Regions from separate parts of the Mus musculus genome. Here all the other regions are linked to region 1. Evidence: chromatin contacts called from public HiChIP or PLAC-seq data. All regions are on one chromosome and are shown on one strand. The core of a region is the stretch at or near the end of the contact, and the rest is flanking DNA. Distances in the headings are between cores, read along the strand shown. Region 1 holds the start of Ptgfrn (prostaglandin F2 receptor negative regulator). Region 2 overlaps Cd101 (CD101 antigen). Region 3 has its middle 51 kb from the start of Cd2.

Evidence for each region. HiChIP or PLAC-seq counts read pairs in DNA pulled down with a chosen protein or histone mark.
Region 2: a BATF HiChIP or PLAC-seq map of CD8 T cells shows a contact between it and region 1, with 12 read pairs. The contact joins the enhancer-like site here to the promoter of Ptgfrn in region 1. A contact is called at or near these places in 3 of 39 promoter capture datasets (the 3T3-L1 cell line, embryonic stem cells and neural stem cells), 1 of 15 datasets of contacts at CTCF or cohesin (CD8 T cells), 12 of 484 Hi-C or Micro-C datasets (CD4 T cells, CD8 T cells, the N1E-115 cell line and 6 more), 9 of 115 datasets of contacts at active chromatin or transcription factors (CD8 T cells, the SCID.adh cell line, Th17 cells and 4 more) and 2 of 9 other capture datasets (adipose tissue and liver).
Region 3: a contact with region 1 is called in a CTCF HiChIP or PLAC-seq map of CD8 T cells, with 6 read pairs. The contact joins the enhancer-like site here to the promoter of Ptgfrn in region 1. A contact is called at or near these places in 3 of 39 promoter capture datasets (cranial neural crest, embryonic stem cells and frontonasal cranial neural crest), 1 of 15 datasets of contacts at CTCF or cohesin (CD8 T cells), 11 of 484 Hi-C or Micro-C datasets (CD4 T cells, CD8 T cells, embryonic stem cells and 1 more), 7 of 115 datasets of contacts at active chromatin or transcription factors (CD8 T cells, the SCID.adh cell line, embryonic stem cells and 1 more) and 2 of 9 other capture datasets (adipose tissue and embryonic stem cells).

The regions. Positions count from the first base shown.
Region 1 is chr3:101,108,125-101,112,299 of GRCm38.p6, forward strand. Ptgfrn (prostaglandin F2 receptor negative regulator) reads right to left here and starts at 2,042. Exons shown (of 9, transcript NM_011197.3): 1 at 1,968-2,042. The coding sequence starts at 2,016. It overlaps Gm52612, which reads left to right and starts at 842. Exons shown (of 1, transcript XM_030252967.1): 1 at 842-3,616. The coding sequence starts at 1,786. The coding sequence ends at 2,427.
Region 2 is chr3:101,009,776-101,013,923 of GRCm38.p6, forward strand. It overlaps Cd101 (CD101 antigen), which reads right to left. Exons shown (of 9, transcript NM_001167906.2): 5 at 3,213-3,590; 6 at 2,011-2,415. Among named protein-coding and RNA genes, the nearest start is that of Cd101, 18 kb to the right of the region's middle. Within about 2 kb of position 1,641, at least 155 of the 459 cell types and tissues checked have an H3K27ac peak or open chromatin away from gene starts, as enhancers often do. A contact at or near this core is called in CD8 T cells, the SCID.adh cell line, Th1 cells and 6 more, where this site is marked.
Region 3 is chr3:101,235,368-101,239,434 of GRCm38.p6, forward strand. No RefSeq gene overlaps it. Among named protein-coding and RNA genes, the nearest start is that of Cd2, 51 kb to the right of the region's middle. Within about 2 kb of position 2,219, at least 50 of the 459 cell types and tissues checked have an H3K27ac peak or open chromatin away from gene starts, as enhancers often do. A contact at or near this core is called in CD8 T cells, the SCID.adh cell line and regulatory T cells, where this site is marked.

The sequences.
Region 1 (4,175 bases), core at 792-3,291:
CCCAAGGGAAGACCATCTTGCCTATCAACACACTCCACTTCCAGGCTCAATGGATGTGGAAAATGATGCTACACTGGGAAGCTGCTTCAGAGGTCAGGCTGAAGCTGCACCTAGTGAGGTACCCAGGGGCAGAGTTTGTAGATGGCACATCAATGGTTCAGAGAATTGCTAGGTGAATCTGCACAGGGCAGTCACAGTCACATCCAAAAGTCTTTAAGTCTCATCAAGGTTGGATGCACGGGTATACCACCATGATTCATTCCCCAAGCTGTGCTTTCCCGACCCTGGGCTGCTGGCTGTGGTTTGTTTATTCACTTGGTCTGAGGGATGGAATCCAAAACCTGGCAAAGATAAACAAGCACAGAGCTACAACCCTAGGCCCCCAAGGGCATCCTTTTTAAACTTCTACCTCACGCTACCCTCTCAACTGGTACATCCACAGACTACACACTGACCACTCTAGGGAGAGTCAGTCACATAAACCACAAAGTGAGTAGCAGATGGGAGTGGTGCCCCAGGAATCTGTGCAACCATAGGCCATGGCCCTGCCTGACCCAGACGTATAAGCCAATTAAATGGTGGCGACTGTCCCCAGCAATATGCAACAAATACACAACTTGCAAAGACTGATGCCTGGCAGATCAGAAACCACAGAAGACTATTGGATGTTTTCTGTACATGGGTTGTGGCTGGAGAATTATGTCTAGGGGAGTTCTTAGAGGGAGTCATTTCCAGAAAACCCCTCGGAGGTGAAGTATCACAGTAGCAGCCAGAAAGGCTAGTTCACAGGCAGCCAGGACTCATGGGGAGCTGGGACAGTAAAGTCCTAATGCCAGCAGAAGGGGAGTGGTGGCAGGAGGTCCCCACGGGGATCCTCACACCATCAGAAGTGCAGTCATTTAGCCCCTGTGCAGCTGAGGCCAGGCTGGGATAGGCAACACACACCACGTGCTCTGGGAAAGCTTGAGATACATCGTCTGCAGGGGCTTGGAAGGGAACCCAGGGCTGGGTCTGGAATTCTGCTTGTCCTAGATGCCACTGGTCACAGGGAACCACGCATATAACCACACTTGGGGATCTGCCTTCCTGAACCAAGGCAGGCATTAAATAAATACATCAAGTGGCTGGTTAAGATCACCCTGTGTATCTATGTGAAGATGGTGTCTGTGTAAGGAGTGAATGGAAAATGGAGGGGGGGGGAGCCCAGGAAAGATTCCTTAGGTGGGTGAGGGGATACTGGGCCAAACCACTGAGAGACACCAAGGGTTTCCAGAGGGTAAAGGAGAAGGGGGCAGTAACGAGGGAAGTAACAGGTAGAAAAGTTGGAAAAGCTGGGCTCTCGGGTCTTTGTGTATAAATCCGAGCCTAGCTAGCTTCAGGAGACGCTGGAAGGCAACACTGAGGCAGATTTGGCTAGATGGCAGGGATGGTACAAGACTGTCACAGTAACGCTGGGCTACCCAGTGACCTTCGTGGAAGGAAGTTGGATTCTCTTGCTTCCCTGGAAAAGCAACTCAGCATGGGCTAGCGAATGAAGAGCGATCCCGACCGGCCTCGGCTATGGCGGGACACAGCAAAGGCTCACATTTCCGCCCAGCCGGGTACGCGGGCCGGGGCCGCCCGCACCTTCCGGGGCCGGGAGTTCAAGGTGAGCCCGGCTCACGGTGGCCAACAGGTAGAGAGCGCTGTGGGAGAACCGGCCACGAGCCACTCCCCCGGCACACGTGAGGACCCGGCTCGGTCAGGCCGGGCGGCTCCGGCTACTGGGAGCGCGGGCCCAGGAGGATGTGCACCGGGCTCAGATCGGCCCCACATCGCTCCCCGCCCGGCCGGCGGCCCGGCGCTCCGGATCCCGGTCTCCCGGGAGCCGCCCCGGGCGCCCCGGGTGCCCCAGGCCCCGAGCGGCAGCCGCGCCCCCCCGGGACCCAGCGCCCCACCGCGCCCCGCCGCGCCCCACGCGCACTCACCCAGCGACAGGAGCGCCAGCAGCAGCGGCCTCGGCGCCGGGCGCCCCATGCTCGGCCGGCGGGAGCGACTCTCCGCCTCCTCCTCCTTCCCCGCCGCCGCTCCTCCTCCTCCTCCTCCAGCTCCGGCTGCTCCAGAGTCGGCTGCTCCGCCGGGCCGCGCGCCTGCTCCGCTCTCCCCGCTGGCCGAGCGAGCCCAGCGCCGGCGCGGACGTGCGCACCTGGCTCGTCGCGGCCCTCCTCCTCCTCCTCTCCCGCCCTCCGCCAGCCGCCGGGCCCCGGAGCCGGCCTCGCCGATCCCAGGGCGCAGCAACCCGGACCGCCTCCCGAAAGCAAAAGGGAAGAGCCGTGGCGTCCGCCCGCCCGCGCCTCCCACCCGGCGCTTTGCCAGCAACAAACACAAACTTTCCCAAGCCCCTCCCCGCTCCAGGTAACGGAGGAGGCGCTGGGGCCACCCGCTTAAAGGGGAGGAGACGCCCGAGCCCACTCAGCCTTCCCCTCGGGCCCCCAGCCCTCGAAAAACTTTCCTCCGACCTTTAAAAGTTGGCCTGGAAGACTTGTCTGGAAACCTCATCTTTTGGGCCCTATCCCGGGACGCCCGGCATTCCTTCGCGGTGGAATCCCCACGAGTGTCTCGCAGCCAGCAACCCACACGTACACCCTCTGGTCTCCAGCTAAGCATGCCACCAGCCACCTGCTTAGCCCTTGCTAAAAATAATTACACAGATAGGAATGAAAGAGCTTCAAAGGCAGTGAATTCCCACCCCCTCATGGTCCAGAGGCCTGATGTGCTTGGGAGAGTTGGCAAGGGACTCTCAGCCAAGCATCAAATTCAACAAGGCTCTCTAACCCACCACCCTGTAGTTGGGTGGGCCTGCCTCCTTCCTGGCCCACCTCCCTCCTCTCCAGGGTCCCTGTGGTACTAATTAGAACAACTTCCAACTAAGGTACCCATAAAAGAAAAGAAAAAAAAGAAAAGAAAAGAAAAGAAAACCCACACCATCTATTATTAGCCGTAGTGCTTCAAATGGTATGTCTGCCGCCTGAGACTATATTCATTGCTTTAAGTGGACACAACTGGGTTTCCATTAAAGACTCTTTTTCCTCCCACAATAGAGTTTTGTGCTTTGGATTTGAATACAAAAGACTCCACAGCTCTGGGGGGAAAATCAGCGTTCCTTGTTTAAAACGTCCCAAGGATGAATCAGACATTCAGAAAGGCTCACTGGTATCCAGTGACCCCCTCCGTCGCCCGGGCCTTTCATTAATATATGTAAAACAAATCACAGATGTTCCTGGGGAAACTGCCTTCTCTGGTGCAGAACATTAAGCTTGTTCTGATTTCCACAAGCGTTTCTCGTTTCTGCCAACTGACATGCGACTGACTGGCCAGGTGTGAACCCTTCCGAAAGAGACTCCTAAAATTGTATTCCCAGCCAGGCGTGGTGACCTCCACTGCACTCTGTAGGTAGAGGCAGGATGGGCTCAAGGTCATCCGTCCCTGGCTTCAAACAGAGATCAAGGCCGGCTTGGGCTACAGGAGACCCTGTTTCAAAAGACCAAAATAAACAAATTCCTGGTGGTTCAACAATGGAGGTTTACTTACTGTCACAAAGTGGTAACAATTAAACAGAGATAAAATGGTATGGTAACTTTGGTGTTGAGTATATTTCCCCCTCAATATTTTTTTTCTTTTAATTTCTGTCTTGCCACCAAGCCTTTCCCAGAGTTTCCCCCACCCCTATCCATGTTCCTGTTGTTCTTTTTCCCAGAATTTCTGTAGGAAGGTCAATTTTCTTTTGTTTCTTTCCATTCTATCAAGCCTGAATATGAGCCTCATGTTAAGTTTTGAAATATGCTGGAACTACGGGAAAACGTAAGGCCTGGCTCTTCCAGCAGCTCAGCCTTCAGCTCATCAATCTTTCCGGGTTCTGACCACCCAGAATGCTTAACGTCTGGCCTGCACATTTTGGCACTTGATCACAGTCAGCTCAGCACACTATGTATACTGCTTCCACCTCTGCCTAATAACTGGAGGATCTAAGAGGCGGACACATTGTCAACTTGCATCCCCTCCTCACTGGAGAGGAGTTCTGTGCCCTTTGTTTAACAGACAAAAATCTGGACCTTGGAAAGCCTTCCACATGCAGTCAGAGAAGAGACTCTGAGCTAGACCCTGGAACTGCAGCCCTGGTGAGTCAGTTGCTGCCA
Region 2 (4,148 bases), core at 391-2,890, 99 kb before region 1:
TTATGCCTGTCATGGGAGTTTGGACATGCGGAGGACAAGGTTTCTAATCTGTGGTGCTGGGACGTGGGGAGGACCACCACATCATGAACAATATGGAAGGGACAATGATAACGACCTACGCTATGACACTGAATATAGGCATGCCTTGGAAGCAGTTAGATGTAAATTCCAAGACCAGAAGACAAACCATTCTGGGTAATGAACACAGAGGTTGTCAACAAGTAGATTGTATCCACGGGAAGAATTGTTTCCCCTAGAAAAACGTGGAGACTCAGAGGACATATCTAAGAACAGTTGCTTTAAAAAACAAAACAAACAAACAAACAAAACCACCTGGGCTCAATGGGACGAGTGCATGAGTACCAAGGAGGAGGTTCAGAAGTTCAGGGTCATTCCTGGTCACCTAACAAGACTAGTTTAGAAAGAAAAGCCAAGCCAAGCATTGGAGCATACACCTGTAACCAGAGCACTTAGTGGGTTGGGGCAGAAGGACTGAGAACTTCAGGCTAGACTGTACACCGTCAAAAACAAAAACAAAAACAAAAACAAACAAAAGAATTAATATAGCGACTCAGAGGAGGAGGAGGAGGAGGAAGAGGAGGAGGAGGAGGAGGAGAAGGAATTCTTGGTGTTAGGAAGGAAACCTCATGGCGTGGAGCCGAGAGCAAGCAAGGCTCGTGGAAGCAATCTCAGACATCATGGGAAGAGCGAGTAAGTCAAGGCATGAATTCATGAGCAAGATCACGACTATTAACAAAAACATTGCTCAGCAGCACAGAGCAGGTGGTGGCTGCCATGCAAGACTATTTGCTTTGGGGGCACAATAGACACACCCCAGTTCAATGTTACGTCAGAGATTTATCGAGGTGTTGACTACGGTAGGGATAGATTAAGTGACTTGCCCAAACCTGGAGCTTATCACATCTGAGCCATCTCAAAGTCCCTCACAGCAAATCAGGAAAGAGGAAGCACAAGGCGTGGCAGAACCTCAGGCTAGGGAGGGTTTCACTTTCAGCCTCTGTGTTCTGCTATTGCATTAAGACTGAATTGGACTTGGAACCACAAAGTCTCTCTTACATGTTAATATATTAAAAGAGGCAGCTAAGCATATTTGTTGTGGTTTGAATGGTTATGCCCCCTATAAACTCATGTGTTTGAATACTTGGCCATAGGGAGTGTGGCACTATTAGGAGGTGTGGCCTTGTTGGAGGAAGTGTGTCACTGAGGTTGGGAGGTTTTCTATTGCCCAAGCTATCCACAGTGTGGCACACAGTCTCTTCCTGCTGCCTGTGGATCAAGATGTAGAACTGTTAGCTCCTTCTCCAGCACTACATTTGCCTGGATGCTGTCATGCTTCCAGCCATGATGATAATGGATTGAACCTCTGAAACTATAAGACAGGCCCAAATTAAATGTTTTCCTTTATAAGAGTTGCCATGGTCATGGTGTCTCTTCACAGCAATAAAACCCTAAGACAGTATTCTAATAGAATTTGCATGATTCCCCACCACTTCCAAATACGAAAACCACGCTGGAGTACCAGCAGTGACTGACTTAAAATATCATCTGCCCTGTAGGAGGTTCTTGAGGCTCAGCTGTGCCACACAGTATCATGAGGCTGCTGGCAATGAGAACTCGTGGCAGGTGTGGAAAGGTCAAAGAGCAGTGGTTATTAGCTGCTAAGGAAGTATTTCATTGTTTTAGCAACCAATGTGGCCATTCCACGTATACTAACTTCATGTTGATGCCATTAAATCATGCTCACTTTACCAGGACAAACGTGGTGAATGGATACATTATGTCTGTTTCTATAGTTTACACAAAGTGGGAGGAGCTCCGTTGTTATTTGAGACAGGGGCTCACTATTTCAGCCTAGGCTGACCTCAAATTCTCAATTCTCCTATTTTGGCCTCCTGAATACTGGGATTATAGGTATGCACTAAACCTGGCCAAAAAAAAAAGGATATTCTTTTCTTTTTTAAAAAAGGCTCAATGTCAAGTATCACTTACCTGGAAAGGTGACAGTAATCATTAATAGGTTAGAGGTGGCAGATACTCTGGCTGGGCCACTTGTGCATATGGAATCTCTGTCATAAACCTCCACTGTACACCGATACACCCCTGTCTCCTCCATAGCTGCATCGTAGATTTGGAGTTGAGAACGAAAGAAAGACTGTGACACCTTCGTCTTCCTGTGGATCTGGGAGAGGACGTCCCCCCATTCAACGGTGCCATTGTGGGCAATTCGAATAAGCCGATGAAAGGCTCCAGAGCCCGCTGGCTGGAACTGCCACGTTACCGAGAACGGCAGCTTGAGATCCGAGTAGTTGGCCCTCACTACACAGGACAGGTGGAAGGTATGGGCTAGCATCACTTGTGGCTGACGGCTCATCAGATTAACTCGTAAACTTGACTCTGTGGGGGAGAATGTGAGACACACTTCCTGTTTACCAGGTCCAAGCTCGGGGACTTCCAAGTTTTCTCAATGCCCCCTTTACACAGGGCCACACACTTGTGTTCCTGGAGTGACATGAATTTGGGGGTAGAGGTTGGTCCACAGTACAGTCTGTCCTGAATTTCAACCTCGGCTCTCCAAGTCTCCCCCCTCGCCTACGACTGTTCTCAGCAGCCACAACAAACAGGCAGTGTTTCTCCAGTGCGCCACTTAGACAGCTGCACAGAGCAGGGACACCACGCGCAGCCAGGGTCTGGCCTCTTTCCTCTCCCCACTCAGCAAGTAGAACACTCACAGCACGGTCTGGCCTCCTTCCTCCCTCTGGCCCACCCCCTGTCCCCCGGGCTCAATGTCACTCTCTTGCCCATGCTAGAGAAAACTCCATGATACCTGGGCTGCTGCTGGGACGGGGCAAGCTTGGCTCCACTCATCTGCTAGTCAACCAGGAATCACAGGGGTTTGTTTTCAACTTTGAACAATGTACAAGCTGCACTCTAGAATGATCTTTATAAAGATGAATAAACTCGAGAGGTTGCTGTCAGGCCTGATTTGCATATTCTGCTCTGCATGTCTCACGGTACACATGCCGCTGGCTGGCACTTGGGGTGCACATACCGCTGGCACTCACAGCACACGTACCCAGGGCACTCGGGGTACGTGCACCTCTGGCAGGAGTTCTGAATGATACCATCCAAACTTCAGTACAGAATAAGGTGACTGTCATACACTCAGAAAAGGACTTTTCCCAGTGACTTACTCAGAGATTTTACAGTGACTGAAATCTTCTGGGTTGACTGCAAACCTTTGGCCTGGTTCTGGAGTCTCTCTGACACCCTGCATTCATAGGTACCGCTGTCTGTGACCATGGCAGAGGCAATCTCCAGCCGAAAGGTGGCCCAGTCCACTTTCTCCAGCCTCCTGTTACCACGGTGCGCAGGGCCCGGAGAAGAGACTCCCAGCTGCACAGTACCATCTTGCCCCATGCCAGCCACAAACACGGGTGTGGACTGGTCCTGTGGGGTGAGCCACCAACTCACAGATAGAGCACTCACATCCCCAGCTGCCTTGCAGAGAAGGGTAAGCGTCTCTCCTTCCCACACAGTACGCTGCTCGGCAGACACGGTCACACTTCTTGCTGCAGATGACAGGTTATGGAAGAAAAATGTTTTAAGTAAATAAAAAAATTTCTAAAATATGATGATGAATTTTAACTATAAAGTACTTTACTTGTTTGATCAGAGTTGGTTGATTCTTCCATACCATGCCCAGAACAAAGATCTTCCAAACCATCATGGATGGATAGATGGATAGATGGATAGATGGATGGTTGGATGGATGGATGGATGGATGGATGGATGGATGGATGGAAAGATAAATGGATAGCGGGATAGGTAGATAGTGTGCAAGGGTATATGTGGGTGTCTCTGTGTGCATAAATAAAATAAAACTTCTCTAAGGTAATTATTACATAGTGGAAACAAGACAGCAGACAGGAGACCAGGAGAGCCCACAAACACGTACATGATTCATAATATATACTTCCTTTTCTTGTGGTTTTGTTCAGCCGACCCATACTGAAGAAGGTCTAGTTGGGCAAATACCTGATAGGTTTTTTTTTTTTTTTTATTCATTAGGGAGAGTAAATGAACCTGAAAGTAATGAAGCTATGATAATTTACATTTTAGGGTGTTTG
Region 3 (4,067 bases), core at 969-3,468, 130 kb after region 1:
TATGAAGATTGCTGTAAAACAAATGATGCTTTCACTATGAGTGTGGCAGGCAGCTTTACGTCAGAGATGAAGAGTAGCAGTCGGAGTTTCAAGTGAGCCCTCTAATTCCTAGGCTTGGTTTTGAGATGTAACAGTGAAAGAAACCACTATGCCCAAGGAGAGGAGAGTATGAATCACGGTGTTACAAACTAACTTCTCAGGTGGGCTGGATTGCTCAGCACTTAGGCAGTCCTCCTACAGAGGACCTGAGTTAGGTTCCCAGCACCCACGTTCAGGGTATGGAAGCAGACTTGGGGAGGTTTACAGCAACGCTAAACTCCAGTTCCAAGGGACCCCAAACTCTTCTGATCTCTGAGGACGCCTGCATTCACATTCACATATCCACACATACTCATAATTAAAAATAAAAATAGTCTTTTAAAAATAAAAATAGTAAGCTCTTTATCTTTCAGTGTTTTATTTAAATATTTTATTACATTTATTTATTCTGGCATGTGTGTGTGTGGCATGTGTGTGTGTGTGTGTGTGTGTGTGACACACATGTGTGCCAGGAGGTGTCAGTTCTTTCCTTCTGCCACCTGGGTCCCCGGGATTAAACTTAGGTCGTTAAGCTTGGCAGCAGGCATGCTAAGCTGCTGGCCATTTTGCCAGCCTATAGCTTATCTTGAATCAAACAACATTCTCTCGTCATTTGTTCTAGAAGCTCAAAACAGGGATAGCAGTGTGTCTCTTCTTTCAAAGTCCAGTTATTAACAAAATCTACTAACCTGTCATTTCTCAATCAGTTTTCTCTGTAGACTAGTGGTGGACTGTTCTGATAATGAGCCTACACTCTTAGAAAGACTATGTATTTCAATTGTGTGGTGACTTGTAATATTAAAATATTTAAAGCTATGTCCTTTTACAGTTTTGGGTAACCACGGTCTTGTCTGCTGGAAGAGCACCCGGGTTTCAAAGCCATCTAGTTTGTTTTTCTTACTGCTTCCACCTGCGTTTCCGTTTCATCTCTCACCCCATCTGTGGCTGCTAATCCCGAAGAGCACCTTCGCTGCACTGCTACAGTGAAGCCTCAAAGCTGTTAAAACATCAACAAGAATGCGAGCTTGCAGGGCTGTGGAACAGCGAGGCGATCCTCATTCTCCGCGGATGAAGGACATCTCCCTCCGTGCGTGCTTGCCTCCTTGGGTCATTCATACAAACATCCTGTCTCCAAGTCCACCGTTGAAATCCAAGCCAGCCTGCAACATTGCATACTTACAGCCCTGGCATTCTGTCGACTTCTGCAATTGGGATAGCAACATTTTGTTCAGCCATTGGAAGTGTCCTCTTCTGTTACAAAATCAGTCTTTCCCACTTGTATCTGCCCAGTCCCAGTATGCAGGGACAGGCGAAAGGTGAGGCTGGTGACTGTATTGCATGCAGTCACCCTCTGCACTTAGAACTCGAAAGGAAACAGGACAGTATTTAAATATCGCAGTCCAAATGTCCAGCGTCCCAGGCTTGTAATAATGGAGACACTGTCATCACACAAACGTCCAAAAGAAATGCTGAGTGGAGAGATTGGTTAGAGTGTTCTCAGAAATCTTGGGGTTTACTTCCTCCTAGAAGTCAGGAACAGGATGCTGTGGACTGTCAATGGGTCATTAACTTGACATTCATTGGCCCTTTTGTTGACAGAATTGAGGGGGGTGGGCTTATTCTCCTGCCTACCACTAAGATTCATTCTAGGGAAGGCGTAAAATGCAGGGCAGCTGCTTAGAAACCATGGGCAGCGCAGTCCCGAGCCCTGCATTTACCAGCATGGAACAGGGAAGGTGATCCACAACTGTGGGCCCAATAGGCCCTCAAGAGGTTTGAATTGACCCTCAGTCCTGGCGTCTGGAAATCCATCATTCCACATAGACACAGACACCCGAGCTGAATGAGTAATTAGTATGGTTTAGAAAATTCAATTCAACAAGCAGTTATTGAGTGCACTGTGAGCACACAGTGTTCAGGACCAGGTGCTGGCGGAGGGAGGAAACAAGGGTGGGAGAGACTATGCAGTCATCTACGAAATGCTGCTCATTCCCAGAAGTGCTCAGGCCTGGCAGCGAGACAAAGCCTACGTAGGAAATAATGAGAAAATACGAGAGACAGTGTCTGATATTTAAAACCATAGGCTGAATGTAAATCAGACCTGTGGCCTCAGCACGGGCGATGGATCAGATGGGGTGGCAAGGAGCCTGTCGGTGAATGATTAACGGGTCCAGGGGGAGCTGAGGAGCCTGCATTGGAACACGATGAGGAAGCACAGACTGGAGGTCCTGATGGGGGTCCCAGGGGAGGGGGAGCCAGGCATGGTAAAAGTGTACTCTTATTTTGACAAGGAAGATTTTAGTAGATCTTCCTAGAACTGTGTGTGAGGATGTATGTGTGCATAGGTGTAAGTCTGTGCGTATGTGTAATTTTAAGGCTCCCTCCTTTTTTTTTGTTCCAGAAACACGTTTTCCACCATCGCTGTAGGAGGCACAGAGGTCGTTGTGTTCACAGACAAGCCCTAGGGAAACCAGAAATGTCAAACCCACAGGCCTGTCTCTTCATAGGGAGCTATGTGTAACCTAACCTGTTTTCTATCTAGGAGGCTGGGAGAGGATATGGTTAATAGCTTGGTGACTTTGTACTATCTGTGTCACCAGGCCATAGTGGATACTTCCCCAGACCCTTACAGGGAGCTTGTCAATCTATAGAATCTATTTTCATGGGGAACACCACACACTGTCGGTCTATAGAACCTAGCTTTATAGAAGATGTCACATGTATTTTACAATGAGTTTTGATGTGGTCATGTCTTAAACTTTATTGTGCACACAGGATTGAGTTATTTTTTTTTAAAGATTTATTTATTTATTATATGTAAGTACATTGTAGCTGTCTTCAGACACTCCAGAAGAGGGAGTCAGATCTCCTTACGGATGGTTGTGAGCCACCATGTGGTTGCTGGGATTTGAACTCTGGACCTTCGGAAGAGCAGTCGGGTGCTCTTACCCACTGAGCCATCTCACCAGCCCCAGGATTGAGTTATTTATCACCAGGAAAAGTTTCACCAAATTGTGCTGCACTGTGCTTAGATATGTATACAATAAAGCACTCCGAGAAAGACAGGAAGTTTGAACCAACACCAGCTACTAGGTCATATTGAATTGAACTGCCTTCTTGCCTCCTGCCAATCATCTCTACTTTGTTCATGGTAGAGGGCCTCACCTCTCCTATTACGACTTTTCCCGTGGAAGATCAAATGCTGGGCTTCTCAATGGGAAATTTCCAGAAATGATGAGACTATCATGAAAATTAATTTAAATCTTCCTGAGGTTGTTAGCTAGCCTGCACACCGAGATATGTGTCAAATATGAATATTAGGAGAGCAAGGAGGGGGTGTAACAGTCTTAAAATGACCTCAGTGTAACCACTCCATAAAGCAAAATTCTTAGAGTCATTGTTTCCGTTGGCAGGGTTCCCCTGCCCTTCCAGATATGCTGGGGACAAACTTTCCCACTTTTGAAGTTAGGCGGAGTCACATGACTAGCAGTGCTGTGAACCAAAGCGCTGTGAACGGCCTCTGAGAGGAAGTGGTACAGACTCCTGACCCTGCTCCTCTGCCTCCATCACTGCAGAGCTCACAAGAGCAGAGAGAGCCCCTACCAGAGTAGATCCTGGAGGCAGCTCCTCGGTGACACATGTGCCCTGGAGAGTCATTGGGGACCTCGGTGGATTGTTCAGGAGTGAGGCAATCAGCTGCTGTGCTGAGCCTTAAGATGTCGGGGTTCCTTCTGCCATGGCAGCATCTCCCCCTATCTGATTTTAAAGTCATGACTGACTTAGGTCTCTCACAGGTCAGAGTTGAGTTCAAAGAAGGTAAAGACAATCTCTAGGCATCAGTGAACTTTATGGGGAAAGAAACTATTTTAAGGTTCTATGTGCTCAAACCTTATATACCCTTTTGAGTCTCCTGACTGCCCCTCGAGGGAACCAACCAATTGCTTGACTCTTGACTCTGCCAGCCCCACCCCCAGAAGCTGTGGTTATTG